Linked DNA regions of Xenopus tropicalis: region 1 is linked to region 2. The links are chromatin contacts, called in public Hi-C maps. All regions are on one chromosome and are shown on one strand. Each heading gives the region's core, a stretch centred on a gene start, on an enhancer-like site or on the middle of the called end of the contact. The rest is flanking DNA. Distances are from core to core; before and after follow the strand shown.

What was found. A called contact is a pair of places that touch in the nucleus more often than the background predicts.
Region 1: a contact with region 2 is called in a Hi-C map of neurula embryo, with 1.5 times the contacts expected there. The contact joins two enhancer-like sites. A contact is called at or near these places in 2 of 5 Hi-C or Micro-C datasets (neurula embryo and tailbud embryo).

The regions. Positions count from the first base shown.
Region 1 is chr8:128,722,948-128,728,138 of UCB_Xtro_10.0, forward strand. No RefSeq gene overlaps it. Among named protein-coding and RNA genes, the nearest start is that of nr2f5, 28 kb to the left of the region's middle. Within about 2 kb of position 2,439, at least 2 of the 11 cell types and tissues checked have an H3K27ac peak or open chromatin away from gene starts, as enhancers often do. A contact at or near this core is called in neurula embryo, where this site is marked.
Region 2 is chr8:128,683,727-128,688,902 of UCB_Xtro_10.0, forward strand. It overlaps nr2f5 (nuclear receptor subfamily 2 group F member 5), which reads right to left. Exons shown (of 4, transcript XM_004917341.4): 3 at 533-1,057. Among named protein-coding and RNA genes, the nearest start is that of nr2f5, 11 kb to the right of the region's middle. Within about 2 kb of position 2,090, at least 5 of the 11 cell types and tissues checked have an H3K27ac peak or open chromatin away from gene starts, as enhancers often do. A contact at or near this core is called in neurula embryo, where this site is marked.

The DNA.
Region 1 (5,191 bases), core at 1,189-3,688, 40 kb after region 2:
AGAGAAAAGGGAATCATTTAACCATTAAATAAACCCAATAGGGCTGTTCTGCCCCAATAAGGGGTAATTATATCTTAGTTGGGATCAAGTACAGGTACTGTTTTATTATTACAGAGAAAAGGGAATCATTTAACCATTAAATAAACCCAATAGGGCTGTTCTGCCCCCAATAAGGGGTAATTATATCTTAGTTGGGATCAAGTACAGGTACTGTTTTATTATTACAGAGAAAAAGGAAATCAATTTTAAAAATCTCAATTATTTGATTAAAATGGAGTCTATGGGAGACAGGCTTTCCGTAATTCGGATCTTTCTGGATAACGGGTTTCCGGATAACGGATCCCATACCTGTATTATATATTTATATCTGTTTTAATGTGTCGCTAATGAAACATTATTGATAATAGTATTAGGACTCAGAATGTTTGTGCCAGCATTATAAAAACCCACAGTAAGTAGCATATATTTGTGACCTATTCAAATGCAAACATCTGATTGGTTGCTATAGGCTACTAAGCTGGGTACAAACTTTGCAGAGTTGATCCCTTTACCCCCATAGTGCTTACAAATACCCTTTAATTAAACTGCATAGTAAACCATAGCTTACACTGGACATTGGGGAAGGCCCCAGGATGCACATACCTGATTTATGTGTTTTTTCCCTCCTCCCTATCTTCTATCCCTACCCAGGCAATTTACTGATGTTATGGCAAAGGGTCATTGCCCCCTGGCAACCATAAAGTGATTGTCCTGAGACTAATTTAGTGCAAGAAAGTGGTCTGAACCACAACCATCGTGCCCCAACTCACTCTCCCAGAGTCTTGGCTTTAGGAACTGTAATTTGAGAGCATTTCCCCCAATAAAATGTTGCCATACATGGGAGGATCTACTCTTTTGGAGAAGTCATCAAATTACCTTTGTCAGATTCGGTCACCAAGTGGTAATGACTATTGGAGTCATCCAATTCTTTTGTCCTTTAGCCAAGTATCAGCTCTTGGGGTTGTTGTATACAGACATGTTGGGTAAGGAGTGCATTCTTGATTGAGATCTTACCATGGGGTAATCATATATATGTTGGATAGGTCATAATTTGACCTATACACAGGCAACAGGCTGCCTAACAGTAGAAAAGTTAAAAATATTTGCCCTCCCATGGTAAAGCGAGCAGTCCAAATAGCAGGAAAGTGTCTCCCTCCATGTCCCAAAGTGCTTTCTACTGAAGTAGTTTGGGTACATACACCATGTATTATGTTATTACGTTGGAAATGTAACCTGTAGGAACCAATCATATGCTTCCTTTTTAATCATTCTAACCGTAGCAGACCAATAAAAGAAAACTGCTGTCTAGTTGCTACAGATTATTCCACTTGGACAACCTTGGTCTAAGTTACTACATCGTACCTACATCACACCACATGCTAGTTGCTACAGGTTATTCCACTTGTTCTAGGTTACTACATCACATCTACATCACACCACAAGTTTATTGTCATTGGTGAACCAACCAATGGCAGTATTTGATAACATGGAGCGACAACATCTATAGGAACTTAATTGGCTCCTTCAGTAACATATGATGATCATCTAAATGTTAAGGACGCTCGAGATGAATGAACTATTCACGGTCCTTCAGAGTCAGCTGCTGCGCTATAAATATTTTCAGGAACCTCATATATTTCTGAAACCTCCATTCTTGAAAGAGGAGAAACATTACTCAGTCTGCTTATTAAACATTTATCTAAGAAACTGAAACAAAACACTGAAATTTATAGTCTCAGTAGATCAGCCGCTTGGATAGAAAACAGTATTTCGGACCGTATAAATTTAGGGAATGGACGTGTTCATAAATCCAGCATGATGAAATAGGAGGGATGGTTCATCATCAAAGACTTGATGGTGTCTATGGAATCTTATTTAGAATGATTAAATACTCAACAAAGGAGTCTTTGAGAAGTTTTTCGCCTAGTTTTGGCCAACCAATACTTGGGCAATGGCTCCAGGGATACTTGGTAAGAAATCCCTAAAGGAAACCATATAAGTTTCACTGGAATTCTAGGGGGAAAATTAATCTATATTGTATATAATCTTGGAGGAGAACACCAAAACATAATGAACATTTCTTTGAGACAAAACAGAATTCTGCATTCTACTGTGGTTATAAAACAAAAGTCCTAACAAATACAGGGTTTAACTGAGCATAAAACCCCAATTATTACTGTGTCAGATAGAAAATAAAACCCTACCAACCAGAGTTTCCTTAATTATCTGCTGTTTAATGATATTTTAAAGTCCATTTTCTCTAATCCCTGAGACAATACTTTGTGCGCATTGTCGCCTTTCTCATTGTTTGGCTGCCGTTCATTATGAGGGCGAAGAGGCAAAATGAAGGCCTGGCTATCCCTTCACTTAATTGCCTGTCCGGGGCCCAGTAAGCTGCTGTATGGTCGATCAGCGTAGAGACTAAAGAGAAGGCTCCTGCCTCTGATCTCTCTCAGAGACCCCAGGGCTGTGTGAGTCAGCCAATTATGGCTGATTTGGCTTCAGAGTCATAAAAATCAAGTTAAACAGGTCAAGCGTTGGGGCCACAAAGCCTGAACACATTTCTGTTTAATAGCTCACTTAGGAATCACAGAGTTGGCTTCTTTGGAGATGGAGAGATAAGAGATCTACAAAAGAGAAACTTCTTGTAAAAAGCACACATATGCTCACGTACCTACAAATGCACTTTGTAACAGCGATAGTGCCTGCACCCCCAGGATTCTCTAACAATCATGGAGCTGTTTTTACGTGCATTGGTTCCTTGTTATGATGAAAGAAAATAAAAAGGGCACAATTAAAGAGATAATATATCCCCTACTGTAAAGTATAAGGATATTAGCAGTCACTGAGGGGTTCTGTGCCCATATAAAGGCACAAGGCTGCAGGCTGAGTTATACAGGGAACTCTGAGTATCACTCATGTATTATAAGGGATAATGTACCCCCTACTGTAAATGATAAGGATATTAGCAGTCACTGAGGGGTTCTGTGCCCATATAAAGGCACAAGGTTGCAGGCTGAGTTATACAGGGAACTCTGAGTATCACTCATGTATTATAAGGGATAATGTACCCCCTACTGTAAATGATAAGGATATTAGAAGTCACTGAGGGGTTCTGTGCCCATATAAAGGCACAAGGCTGCAGGCTGAGTTATACAGGGAACTCTGAGTATCACTCATGTATTATAAGGGATAATGTACCCCCTACTGTAAATGATAAGGATATTAGCAGTCACTGAGGGGTTCTGTGCCCATATAAAGGCACAAGGCTACAGGCTGAGTTATACAGGGAACTCTGAGTATCACTCATGTTTTATAAGGGATAATGTACCCCCTACTGTAAATGATAAGGATATTAGAGGTCACTAAGGGGTTTTCATATAAAGGCACAATGCCGCAGGCTGAGTTATACAGGAAAGCACCAATTATAATTGATCACTAAACACCTTTTATAAGGAATTTTATCGACAATATTTGTTTACATAGACACATTTCTGCATTATTCTGTTCAGGTATGTTATCATATACTCTTCTGTTTATCTTTATTAGGCAGAGCTCAGTTTAGTAATTGTATGACTGCTTTTTGCTCTAAAAACAGGAGTCTGATTATTTCTTAGCAGAGCCATCCTCATAGAGGCTCATTGTCTCCCGCTGTCAAAGGATTATTAGGGGAAGATCAGACCTCACTGTTGCTTGTAATAAAGCTGCCTTGGGGGATATCATTGGCAGAATGACAAAACAATCCTAGTAAGAATACGGCAATCAGACGGAACATCATGTTTAACAGTACTGCTATAAAAGAGACATCGGTTCTAACATATGAATACACCTTTTCTACACATAAAAAAATGTCAGCGAGGAGATGGCGGTGGTGAAAATGCAACATATTCTATTGTGGGGAGGTTGAGCTTTAGGTAGTAGACAGCCATGCAGGGAGAAGTGGCAGAATCTCAAGTACAGACACTTTCCCTTCATGCAGAGAGACTGCTAACAAGTCTCTTTAGAGACTCTTTTCACTGCACTCATATCTCTAACAAGGTGACCTCACTTAGCATATCAGAGGAGGAACAGTTAGGACACCAGGCAGCTTCCAAACCTTCTTGTTTAGCCTAATTACTTATCTTGTATAATAGAAGTCTATACTGCAGGAAGCTGACTCAACTCAAACCCAGAAATCAGTGGGTTTTTTTTAATATAATATAATTTGTGAGGACAAATGTCATTGTTTATACTCCAATATTGGGAAATTTGGACTGATACATCTGTGCATGTATGGGGGTCATCAGCCAAGCTGGAACCCCATGGGGGCCATAGGTCAGTGTGGCAATTTTAATATATTCTTCAGATTAGTTTAAATACTTGAGTTGTGTTAAGGTGGGCATACACATGAAGATCCGTTCGCTTGGCCACGTCTTCTCCTGATATCCCCACCTACGGGTGGCCAATATCGGGAGAATTTAGGCTAATTCAGTCGCTTGGCCCTGGGGCCAAACAATTGAATTAGAATGCCGAAATAGGTGCAGTCAGTTCGGGGACCGCTTCAACGAGCCGATGCGGTCCCCGATCCGACTAAATTTTTTAACCTGCCCTGATCGATATCTGCCCGATTTCAGGCCAGATGTCAGTCGGGCAGGCTGGTCGTTTGTGCAGCTACAATCGGCCCGTGTATGGCCACCTTTAGGGTGCCATTTTGCTATTGTAACAGCTTATTGCCCTAAGGTGGCCATACACGGGCCGATTGTAGCTGCTGATATCGGTCCCTTAGACAGATTTGGCAGCTAATCGGCCGTATAGGGGCACAAACGACGGGCATGCCCGACTGACATCTGGCCTCAAATCGGGCAGATATCGATTGGGCGGGTTTAAAAAGTTAGTCGGATCGGGGACCGAATTGGGTCGTTCATGCGGTCCCCGAAACCGACTGCGCCTATTCCGGCGCTCTAATCCGAATTAGCTTAAATTCACCCAATATTGCCCACCCGTAGGTGGGGATTTATGGAGAAGATCTGCTCGCTTGGCGACCTCGCCAAGCGAGCGGATCTTCACGTGTATGGGCACCTCTACACTATGTCAATAACCATGATATTTTACTTTCCACCACTCTCAGACCATCTGGTCAGCCATCAGAATATAAACCAAGGGTAATAAAATG
Region 2 (5,176 bases), core at 840-3,339:
CCTCCTCTACCCAACCTACCCCTTCAGGGGAACTGCATCAACTGCTGTTGTTAAAAAAAACTTCCCATAATCCACTTGCAACTGGATGAAGGAGGATATAGAGTAACAATAGATGGAGCAGATTGGCCCTTGCTGTAAATACTTTTTTAATGGAATGGTTACTACTGGGGAACATGAAAAGACATTGATTGTGGAAGTGCCTCTATGCCTGGTTGCAGGTTCTTAACTTCAGGAAGGCTAAGACCATTGGTCACTATGGCTAAGCAGAGGTGTAACTTTCAGCCCCCACAAAAAAATGATTTAATGGGGCCTTTTATCGTGTCCGGTGTTGCCTCTGCCCATTCATGCATGTAGTGATAGTGCAGGCATAGGGTGGAAGAGAAAAACCTGATATTATTATAAAAGATCTACCCAGCTCTTTAGATGGCCCCACACTGCAGCAGGTCACTTGGTCCGCTCCATTGTGGCCGTGTTTAGCTTATATTTGGATTGTACCATTGTATACCAGTGGTTGATAAAGAATATTACTTACCAGGTGTAAACAAGGCTATGGCTTTCAAACAGGAGTATTCTGCAGAGTCAACGTGAAGTGCCTTCAGCTTTTCCACCTGCTCCTGAAAGACTCGAATATGGTCCATAAAGGCCACCACACGGTCGGCAGACATTGGCGATGCATGGAGGCCAGCGGCTGCCAACAGGGGCGCCACATGGAGGGGCATGGAGCACTGTGCTGCATTAAGAACAAACAGCTCACTCCACGTCATACGGAGGAGGGACACTTGGTCAGAGAGCTGGAAGTCAGGAAAGAAAGGAATGTTCTTGGCCCACTCAATAGCGCTGAAGAGTAGGCGGGCCGCCAACTCGCAGATGTTTTCGATGCCCATGATGTTGTTCGGCTGTAGGCACTGGGCTCCATACCGTGAGGTCGGGTATGGCTCAGCTCGGAGAAGCAAGGAGATGAATCCCGTTAGGTACGAGTGCCCATTGTAAGGGTCAACGTTGTTCAGAGTATACTGGCCTGGGCTGGTTTGTGGGTGAGACATCCGACCGCGCTGGACTGCTGTGAAGAAGAAAACAAAGTGTGGATCACTATTCGGGTTCAGCAAAGTCTGACACATTGGGATATGGACAACAATCATTCCATGGTGGGGCAACATTACTGTCGCCATCTTGTTCCTTTATACCCATCCCTGTGTGTCAGCCATATCTTCTTATACAATAACCCATGTAAGATCTACATTGCTTCCTCTGCCATGGAGAAATGAAAATGAATGCATTGTTTCTCAGTAAAACCGAGACCCCAATCGCCAGCAATAAAACTAAGCACATAGGTATGAAATTATACTTTAAATTCTTGACTTTTCAATAAAATTTCTTCTTATGGCCACTAGAGGGCCTTTGCACCAAAACTGCCTTACTATTAAAATTATAATGAAATTAAAATCTAATATCAACCAAATTGATTCCACTGCCAGTTCCGACTAATAGCTTTACGTTAGAAATGGTTTCAATTGATTAAAGGGGATGTAAACCCATAAAACAAAGTCATTGTAAGCAACTTTCCAATCTACCTTAATGCAGCATTTTCACTGGTTTCAAAGGTGTTTGTTAAGGCTATTGTTATTGAAACCAGTGTTTATCTGTTGAAACAATGCAGTAGAAGCCAGCCATTACATGCTTCTTTCTAGAGCTGTTAACCCTGGCTGCTCCATTGGTAGAGTCAGAACCAGCAGTGCAGAGAATAAAATTGCTTAGTAATATTCCTTATAATATAAATCCTTATAATATAAATTCATTTCTCACTGGAAAGGAAAATTGGGAATTGCGGGTAGGCTAAAGTTGGGTGCGCTGGGGAAGGCTAATTAAAATAATGGACACTTGGATTTAAGTGGGGGCCAGACAGCTGTTCAGCCATCTAATTACAGAGGTGAATAGATCATAATTCTCCTGACATGTCTAAACAAGAGTATGAGAGTTATAACAGCCATCAACCACCCCCCCCAACCACTCAGCAGTTACGACTGCCGACATGCGCTTCACTATCTCCCACTCTGTACTTCACAGCCCGAGGGGCTTGGGGCAAGTTGGCTTAGGGCACTTGATTCTTAAGTGTCTGGATAACCATCTATCAGCAGAACTGGCTGTGAAATGCGTGGCCACTTAACCCAGGCAAAACAGAATATAACAAATGAGCCAGGGAACATACAGATAGCATGCAGATAGTGGGACCCCAGCGCTGCAAGGCAGTAATATGAGATTGTTTTCTTGCCTTAAATGGCCATAATACTGGGCAAAAAGAGTTTGCTGCTTATTTGTACTAAAGTTATTAAACTTTCACTGTAGTTACGACTGGCTGTCTGTCAATCATTATTGTTAACCAAACATATCTCTAGGTATCCCTGACATGTATATTTATATACTACTGACGGGATATACATGTAGTTATTGGCAGAGCCTGCGTTAGAGTGGAGGGGCCACTGTAAAAGAAAAACAAACCTGGGGCCCCCAACTGAATAACATACAGTGCTCTGGCTACTGCTAACTACAACTCCCAGCATCCCCTAACAAGCTGAAGCGGAACATCCCTGGTATACTCTCTTTATATATATGTGTAAAGTATATAGCACATTCGTACACAATTTTGTAGTATTACAAACATTTTATAGTCATTCTCCCATACTTTTCCCTGGGGAGTGACAAGCCAAATGCCCCTTTCTGCCCAAACATGATCTAATAATGTGTATATATATATATCACTCTCTCTATCTATAGATAGAGCTATATCAGTATGTCTCCCTCAGTCCAACCTCAATTCGTGCTTTTTATATTTTCCCTTAATTTCTAAAAGTCCTTAAATCCCATTAATGTAAACCAAAAGTGGTTCTATCCACCAATCCCTTATCTATCCATCTATCTATCTATCTATCTATCTATCGATCTATCATCTATCTATCTATCTATCTATCTATCTATCTATCGATCTATCATCTATCTATCTATCTATTATCTATCTATCTATTATCTATCTATCGATCTATCATCTATCTATCTATCTATCTATTATCTATCTATCTATTATCTATCTATCTATCTATCCAATCTATCTATCTATATCAATCTATCTATATATCTATCTCTCTACCTATCTGTCTGTCAACATATATCTGTCTACATGTCTCTGTAGCTATGTACATGTCTCGTTATCTGTCAACATGACATTGTATTTGTCTCCATGTTTCTATATTTATCAATCAACAGTTCTCTGTTTCTCTCTGTCCATCTATGTATATTAAGCATGCGCTGGCTACAGCCCAATTTTTCAATTTCGGGATTCTGATGGATCACAATTTCAATCCTCAAGTGGCTAAAACCCAGTTGTTAATGGTGTCAGGATCCAGGGAAATGTACCCTGCACAGGCAAATAACTAAATTACTGTATAGACAACAACAAGAGATCCTCTGCATCCATTATCAATATTTATATATATATATATATATATTTTGCAACCCTGCCTAACGGTGGAGCACAACTTTCCCTTTTTTGTTATAAATATGTGTGCCTTACAATTCGCAGTAGTAATTAAGGCTAGGAGGCTGCATGTTGGATAAAGCTCATATAAAGTCTTACTGAAGTACACTATGCCCCAGTTACAGCCCTTTCCCTGACACCATCTGGCCTTACCCTGCACACTAACCCGTAGTTACACCACCCTGCCTTACCCTGCACACTAACCCGTAGTTACACCACCTTGCCTTACCCTGCACACTAACCCGTAGTTACACCACCCTGCCTTACCCTGCACACTAACCCGTAGTTACACCACCTTGCCTTACCCTGCACACTAACCCGTAGTTACACCACCCTGCCTTACTCTGCACACTAACCCGTAGTTACACCACCTTGCCTTACTCTGCACACTAACCCGTAGTTACACCACCTTGCCTTACCCTGCACACTAACCCGTAGTTACACCACCTTGCCTTACCCTGCACACTAACCCGTAGTTACACCACCCTGCCTTACCCTGCACACTAACCCGTAGTTACACCACCTTGCCTTACCCTGCACACTAACCCGTAGTTACACCACCTTGCCTTACTCTGCACACTAACCCGTAGTTACACCACCTTGCCTTACCCTGCACACTAACCCGTAGTTACACCACCCTGCCTTACTCTGCACACTAACCCGTAGTTACACCACCCTGCCTTACCCTGCACACTAACCCGTAGTTACACCACCTTGCCTTACCCTGCACACTAACCCGTAGTTACACCACCCTGCCTTACTCTGCACACTAACCCGTAGTTACACCACCCTGCCTTACTCTGCACACTAACCCGTAGTTACACCACCCTGCCTTACTCTGCACACTAACCCGTAGTTACACCACCTTGCCTTACCCTGCACACTAACCCGTAGTTACACCACCCTGCCTTACCCTGCACACTAACCCGTAGTTACACCACCTTGCCTTACTCTGCACACTAACCCGTAGTTACACCACCTTGCCTTACCCTGCACACTAACCCGTAGTTACACCACCCTGCCTTACCCTGCACACTAACCCGTAGTTACACCACCTTGCCTTACTCTGCACACTAACCCGTAGTTACACCACCTTGCCTTACTCTGCACACTAACCCGTAGTTACACCACCTTGCCTTACCCTGCACACTAACCCGTAGTTACACCACCTTGCCTTACTCTGCACACTAACCCGTAGTTACACCACCTTGCCTTACTCTGCACACTAACCCGTAGTTACACCACCTTGCCTTACCCTGCACACTAACCCGTAGTTACACCACCCTGCCTTACCCTGCACACTAACCCGTAGTTACACCACCTTGCCTTACTCTGCACACTAACCTACAGTTACAGCCCCTTGCTCTGACACCATTGTGCCTTACTACAAACAGTTGTAGCTGTGGTTTCCTTACATTTCCACTAATAAAAAAGCTGCAATTTGGGGGTGCCTTGCACATACACAATAAAAAAACAATGAACTGAATTCTCTTCCTGTTATGACTTCAGAGCAACTAAATATTATTCCCCTTCCCAATTACTGGTTACACCTACAGATATATACAGATAGGAAGAATGCAATAATATATAGATACTTGGTAATTGTTGTTCCTGTGCGACTTATTGTACGTAACTATTATTCTCTTC